2 separate regions of the Mustela erminea genome follow, and region 2 is linked to region 1. A link is a contact called in public Hi-C data. All regions are on one chromosome and are shown on one strand. The core of a region is the stretch at or near the end of the contact, and the rest is flanking DNA. Distances in the headings are between cores, read along the strand shown. Region 1 holds the start of HOXD8 (homeobox protein Hox-D8). Region 2 holds the start of LOC116597843 (translation initiation factor IF-2-like).

Evidence for each region. Hi-C and Micro-C count contacts between places; a contact is called where the count stands out from the background.
Region 2: a Hi-C map of fibroblasts shows a contact between it and region 1, with 7 times the contacts expected there. The contact joins the promoter of LOC116597843 here to the promoter of HOXD8 in region 1. A contact is called at or near these places in 2 of 3 Hi-C or Micro-C datasets (fibroblasts and skeletal muscle).

Annotation. Positions count from the first base shown.
Region 1 is chr8:71,152,630-71,156,258 of mMusErm1.Pri, forward strand. HOXD8 (homeobox protein Hox-D8) reads left to right here and starts at 1,650. Exons shown (of 3, transcript XM_032356017.1): 1 at 1,650-2,689; 2 at 2,691-2,943; 3 at 3,311-3,629. The coding sequence starts at 2,345. The coding sequence ends at 3,603.
Region 2 is chr8:71,636,958-71,640,454 of mMusErm1.Pri, forward strand. It overlaps LOC116597843 (translation initiation factor IF-2-like), which reads right to left and starts at 1,981. Exons shown (of 3, transcript XM_032356092.1): 1 at 1,343-1,981. The coding sequence starts at 1,730.

The DNA of each region.
Region 1 (3,629 bases), core at 400-2,899:
CTTTATCATCTGGAAATTCATTAACCATCCGTTTACCTGGACCATTTTCAGCCATTCTGTAGAAACAATTGAAAGAGTATTAAACATTATCTTGTTATGCCTTTCCGTCTCGATCTCATTTTCTCCATTTGCAAAATATGATTCAGTCCACACGGACTGACCTCAGGATCGCAGTCACAGACAGGACCAACCCACAAGGAGTAGGGGGTGGTGGAAATGACTCGCCTGCTGCGCCTTTGGGGGCCGTCTCGGGTTTTTAGATATTTGCATTTGGCGTGAAAGGCCGGCGTAGTGTGGTTTAGCTTTAGCGGGAGCGCCCTCCGTGGGCTCGGGGCATGTTTCCGAGGTCGGTTAAGGCTGGTGTGGGCCTGGTGCCCTCACAGCAATAGATTATCCCTAAGGAAAAGGGGCCCCGGTCATTTGAAGAGCTCACGAGAAAGGCCGAGTCGGCGAGGGAAAACGCACTCAACATAGACTTACTATACTTGTTGGACATTAATACGGGAGTAGACAGGGAGAAAAAAGGAGGTTTGAGGAAGAGAAAACGGCGGTTAACGGCGAGCGAGCACGTAAAACCAGGAATACTTTGCCGGTTCACATTCGACTTGCCCACATGACACGGGACGTTTCTCTTCCTCATCCTTCAAGCTAGGATGACCCTTCTCTTTCCTTTCTTTCGGAAAAATGAGTAACTTTTTAAGCTGAATGCAGCACCCGCTCTCAGCAGTCACTTCACAGGCTTGGCAGATGAACTAGAATCATTAGCAGATTGTGGGTGCCGCCTGCAGCTGCCCGGAACCGGAGCGATCCTAACACCGGCCCCGGGGCTCCAAGTGGGGACTTGCAGGGGTCGGCCCCCCGCGCTTCGCCCGGGGCCACCGCCTGCCCTGGTCCGCTCCGTGCCGGGGCTGAGACCCGGGAGCCGCTCGTCCTGCTCGAGGAAATACCACCCACCCGAGCGTGAGTTCTCCTTCCCGCCTTGGAACATTTCTGTCCGCTTTTCTATTTACTCCCTCAGCAATGCTAATCTGCCCGCCCCCGCCGCCCCCACATTCCTCAGTTCCCCCTGCGCCTGGTGCTGACGTCTATCAAGGGTGAAATGATGGAAACTATATTCATAGGCATGATTTCCATTAAATATCAATTAACCTGGGAGCCTCAGCCAGGCGTGCAGTGCGTCAAGGGTAAATGTACATCTCATTTCCACCAGGCCTGCCCGCCTGGAAAAGAAGGCCTTAGATTCGCTTTGATAATGCCAGGTTTTGGGATCACCTTTGTGGCCTTTAATCAAACCACTCCGGACCCAACCCAAATGTACGCGGTCAGGTCTACACCACTTGCCCTTGTTCCCCGGTCTGCGCCCGCGTGTCCAGAAGCGCAAAAGCCACGGCCAACCTCTGGGGGTTTGTTCTAGGGGCCAGGGGAGGGAGTCATTTGCTGCCCTGGCCTCCTGGGAGTGGCCTTCCTTCCTCCCCCCACCAAGTGTAAGGTTCTCTCGCGCCCCCGCCACGCCAGCCGCGAGCCACATTCCCTGGGCCCCGGGGGGCAAGGCGAGCCCTTGGCAGTGCGGCTTTATGGGCCCCCTTTAAGGCCGGCGGAGGCATCTCCCGGCCAGGGTGAGGAGTCCCGTCGGGAGCAACGGTGTCGCCTCCGCGCGGATCCCTCCGCGCGGTTATCTCGCCCCCATCTTCTCCACTCAGTGGCGTGGTGCGAAAATGCCTCGCCGGGGCGCACCGGGGCGGCAGCCTCGGCGGCGGCGGCGAGAGCGGTGGGAGGGGGCCGCGGGGGGGCCGAGGTGAGAGGTGGTGGCGGGTAGAGGGTGTTTTTTTCTCTTCCCTCCAGAGCGGGCGTTTGTAAACCGAAGCCAAAGAGTGTCCCCGTGGGCCGGGCGCACTTTTTTTCTTGTCCCGGTGCGCTCAGGGCCGCCTGGTGCCTGAGAGGAAACAGTGGAGGCAGCGGGGCAGGTCACCCGGGGCGTCGGCGATTATATTGCGGCCGAGCCGGCGCGCGCCGGGAGAGGCCGGGCGGGCGGTGAGCGCGGGGGCTGGGTGAGGCCCCGCGACCCGCGAGGGAGGCGGCGCGAGGCCGAGGCGGCGGGCTCGAGAGCCGGGCATGAGCGTCCAGTAGCCAAGTGCCCGCGGCGGCCGGGCCTCAGAGGCGACGCGCGCGCGGGCGGGTGGGTAGCAGCAGCAACGTAGCCCGGCGGCCCCGGCGGAACGAGCAGCCGCCCCAGAGGCCCCCGCGGCAGTGCGGCCGCGCTGAGGCGCGCTCCCTGCCTGCTGCACACCGCCCGCCCAGGGCCGCCCTACCTCGGCCCCTGACCACCACCGCCGCCGCCGCCCCGATGAGCTCTTACTTCGTGAACCCGCTGTACTCCAAGTACAAGGCGGCGGCCGCGGCGGCGGCGGCGGCGGCGGCGGCCGCGGCGGGCGAGGCCATCAATCCCACTTACTACGACTGTCACTTCGCGCCCGAGGTCGGCAGCCGCCACGCCGCCGCCGCCGCCGCCCTGCAGCTCTATGGCAACAGTGCCGCCGGCTTCCCGCACGCGCCCCCGCAGGCGCACGCGCACCCGCATCCGTCGCCGCCGCCCGCCGGGCCGGGTTGCGGTGGTGGGGGCGGCCCGGGCCACGGCCAGGACTACTTCCACCCCGGCGGGGGCAGCCCGGCCGCAGCCTACCAGGCCGCCCCCCCCTCCTCCTCCGCATCCTCCGCCTCCGCCGCCGCCTCCCCCCTGCGGCGGGATTGCCTGTCACGGGGAGCCCGCGAAGTTTTACGGATACGATAACTTACAGAGACAGCCGATTTTTACGACCCAGCAAGAGGCCGAGCTGGTACAATATCCTGACTGTAAATCGTCCAGTGGTAATATTGGCGAGGACCCAGACCACTTAAATCAGAGCTCGTCTCCTTCTCAAATGTTTCCCTGGATGAGACCACAAGGTTGGGATGCATTTTTTTTTTTTTTCCAGTGCGGGGAGAGGGGGAGAAATCTGCTTTCATCTCACGTTCTAGCTTTAAAACTACCTTTTCCTTGCCCTCTCCTTTTTCCTTATGTAGCTATCGTAGCTCTTATTCAAAAGTAATACTTCTTTTTTTTTCGTAAAGTAGGAACCGCGTAAAGATGATGGGGACAGTAATTGTGAAGACCTCTCTATTTCTCTTGCCTGCGTATCCTATATATATCAGAGCTAGAGACTTGTTTGTATTTCATCCTTTAGACACGTTCCAGAAAACTCCAGCAACCTGCAGAGGCACCATTACATTTCTAAAACGCTTGTTTTCTTTCTTTCTTTTTTTTAATCAGCAGCTCCTGGTAGACGAAGAGGAAGACAAACCTACAGTCGTTTCCAAACTCTAGAGCTGGAAAAAGAATTCCTTTTTAACCCTTATCTGACCAGGAAGAGAAGAATTGAGGTTTCCCACGCCCTAGCCCTCACGGAGAGACAGGTAAAAATCTGGTTCCAGAACAGGAGGATGAAATGGAAAAAAGAGAACAACAAGGACAAATTCCCAGTTTCCCGACAGGAGGCAAAGGATGGGGAAACCAAAAAGGAAGCCCAAGAGCTGGAGGAAGACAGAGCCGAAGGCCTGACAAATTAACTTCTACCTTTAAAATTTTACCACAG
Region 2 (3,497 bases), core at 731-3,230, 480 kb after region 1:
GACTGCATTTATGGGTTTGGAAATCCTCTCCCCTCCGCTAAACTCCTTGAGTAGGGTTGTTCTAATCTTCTTTAAATTTTTAAAAAATTACTACACCAATCACTTATCTACCTGTAGAGAATTAAAAATTGCTAGTCAGGATGGTGTTTTTAATAATTGCGACAACTTTTTCTGAAGGAGAGATGAACTTCAGTCTGAAAGGTGAACACAGAACAAAACAAGTATAAAGTTTCCTTTTGGATTTCACAGAGGAGCCATAAAACGTTTCTCATCAAAATTTAAATACAAGACTTTTAGTCTGAACTACTGAGAAAATCGTCTGCGGTAAAATATTTGTTTCTGTGTTTCCAGAAACATACTTGCCCTTCATTTTCAAAGGCAACACTGACCGACCACATTTACAACTGCTGCTTGCTGGGAATGGCTCACAGACTGAGCCACTGACATGTCATCTGTCCCTTCCCCCCAGGCAGGCGAATAGAGTCAAAAAGGAATTTTTTATTTATATCCATTCCTTTTAATTCTGTTTTTAGTACATCTCAAATCCTTTGACAGCAAATGTCAAACCACATTTAAATGGACTTGTTTGCTTCTTTAACTCCAAAGATCCAGTCCAGGCTGTTTCAAAGTCAATACTTCGCAAATGACAATAAAAAGCATTTTTAAAAAATTGTTTAAAAAAAAAACACTTTTTTTTCCCATATAAGTCATGACAACAAGAAAAAAAATCTAGAACATGGGGCTACAACTCTCACTATAAATTAGTTATATTTATTTTAAGCGAGAAGTGTCAAGTGGAACATTGCTTATCAGAAAGATCCTTGGGTGCTGCATTTGCTTTAAACGCTACCTGGGCACATCAGACTCCACTGTTCTGGGCACATCAGACTCCACTGTTCTTGCCTCGGTCAAACCACAAATCTCAGGCATCCTCATCCTAGTAACGCGAGCAAGGCTCAGCAGGAAACGGGAGCATCTTACTGGGGTCACCTAACTTACCTCTTCTGAGCTTTAGCAACCGGTCTACTTAAAAACAGTTACTTTCTGGCAAGATGTAGCTAATTGTTAAATGCAGTTTAAAACCCTGAACATCTCTGAAGAAAAAGGATGCCACGAAACGTCACTCCCTTCTATTTCCTATTTCACCAACTTCTCATCAATACGCTCCCCATAGTGACTCCTCAGATGGGCGCGTTTGCATGACTTTGAAACTACAAAACAAGATGCGGCCCGCGGCTGATCTCTACCTCAAAAGCGCCGCATCTCTCTTTGGGCACCATCACCAACATCTCTCCGCCTAGAACACAGATACTGTTCAGATCTCGCACCCTTCTTTACAAACCTGCGCGGGTCTTTCGGGAGGGGAGGGGGTGGCAAGACTTTGGTGGGAGCTGTTTCCCTTCAGCAAAGCGAAGGCTGACTGCAAACGCGCGGGGTGGGTGTTCGAGCCATTTCCTGCCGAATCCAGATTGCAGCAGAGCAGGGTGGAGAGGAAGTCGGACTTCTTTTCCAGGCGGAGCCTCCGCGTTGCTCTTGGGAAGCCCCACGCCGTGGGTCGGGGCCGGGGCCGGGAAGGAAGGCGCCCGGGTTCGGGCCCCAGCTCGGCGGCTCAGCGCGGCTGGGAGGGCCGGGAGAGGGGTCCCGGGAGCGGCGGGGCACACTGAACTCCGGAGAGGGGGCTGAGCGGGGGAGAATTCGCTCGCAGAGCCTCGGGCTCCAACCACGGGCATGCACTTGAACCCGCCGCGGGGCTGGCCACCGGCCGCGCTCGGAGCGCACGAGTGCCCCCCCGGCCGTGGGCCTCGCGTACTCCTCAGCCTCCCTGGGCGGAGCGGCCTGGCCTGCGGGCGCTGGACTGGAGGTGGGGGTCCCCACTCTGTTCCCGGGGTTAGCAGCGCCGGGGCAGCGCACCCCACTTCGGGACCCCGAGTCTGAAAGCGGAGACCCAGGGCCGCCTGCGGCGAAGCTCGACTTACACATCACTTTCCGATTTGGAGAAAATGTCACAGGAAAGGGGGGGAAGGAAAAAAAAAAAAAAGAAAGAAGTGTAAATATGATTTCGAGAGGGGCGAGGGCAGAGCGTGCGCGCGCGGCTGGGGCGGTGCGGCCGCGTGGGCCGCTGGCGGGGATTCCCGGTCTCGCAGCGCGCCCTAGTGGACACCCTGCCCCTCGGCCGCTCCCCGCCGCGCCCGCTCGGGCTCCCCCGCTCCTTACAATCTGCAATATATTATTTCTCCCAAAGTATTGACAATGTGTGAGACTCCAGTCACCCCGGAGCTCTTGTCTGTAATCAGCACATTTATTCACATTTAGGGAGAAGAATCCGAATTAAATCCCCGTGACCCAGATTGGGTTACAGTGTCATTTTCCCTGGATCCTCTTTTAAATCCACTCCACACTGCTTCTCTGTCTATTACATGCTAATTTAATTTTACTGTGGACGATATTTTCAGCATTTGCTGAGGACAGTAAATTTTGTAGTTTATGTTATTTCACTTTTTATGACTTTTTAACACTTAATAAAATTTTATTAGAGCACTTTTGTGTTTACAAGGCCACAAAACTCTTGGCAGGTTGTCAGAAGTCCTTTTTATTATGATCCTACTGATATACTGCGAGTAATGAAATAATCATGTCCAGAAATGTATCAAAGGCCAGAGGGATTATCCCACTTAATAGCTCCACAGATGCGCCCAGAAGAATGCGGACACGCGGCGGGACGGGCTGAGAGGCGGCGGGAGGAAGGAGGCAGCCCCCCGCGCCTTTCTTTACCATTTCGGTTGCTTTCCTAAAAGCCTACATGCAGGGTCATGTGACTTTCCGCGGTCTCAATAAAAAAAAAAAAAAAAAAAAAAAAAGAATTTATTCTATTGCAAAATGTGCTTTTCTTTTTATTCTCCTTGTGTGGGCATTTAAGGCTGTTCCAGTGGCAGTGGGGCTGGCTCAGCATATCCGTGTCTGTCACTTTCCTCTCATTTCTAAGTGTACTTTTGTGGCATTTAAGCAGCCGATGATGACATTGGTGTTGATCTTTGCGGCTTCTACAGCCCTTACGGAAAGAAGGCTCTGGGAGGGACCCAGGAGGGCACGAGGTGTTTTAAAGTCCTTCCCCTCCTGACAAACAGCACCTTTTGCTGTTGCTTTTTGTTTTGCTTTGCAAAACAGGGGAATAGTGAGTGACTCCAGGACTCTGCTTTCTGCCTTGTGCCAAAGAACCACAGTATGCTGCTTTGATTTTCTTTCCCTTTTTTTTTTTTTTTTTTTTTTTTTTTTTTTTGGTAAGACTTGCTATGAGGATTGAGATATAGCAGCTCTTTTTTTTTTTTTTAAAAGAACCATTTCCTTTTCTTTAAAATATATACATGATCATTTAAGACACTGGTGTTAAGTTCATTCTTGCTGCAAAAGAAGGCCATTGTACTTCCTGACCCTGAAAGCAAGGTGGGTGGCTTTGTTTTATAATTAAATTTTCTGTCTCCAGCTTCATATTTCTCTTT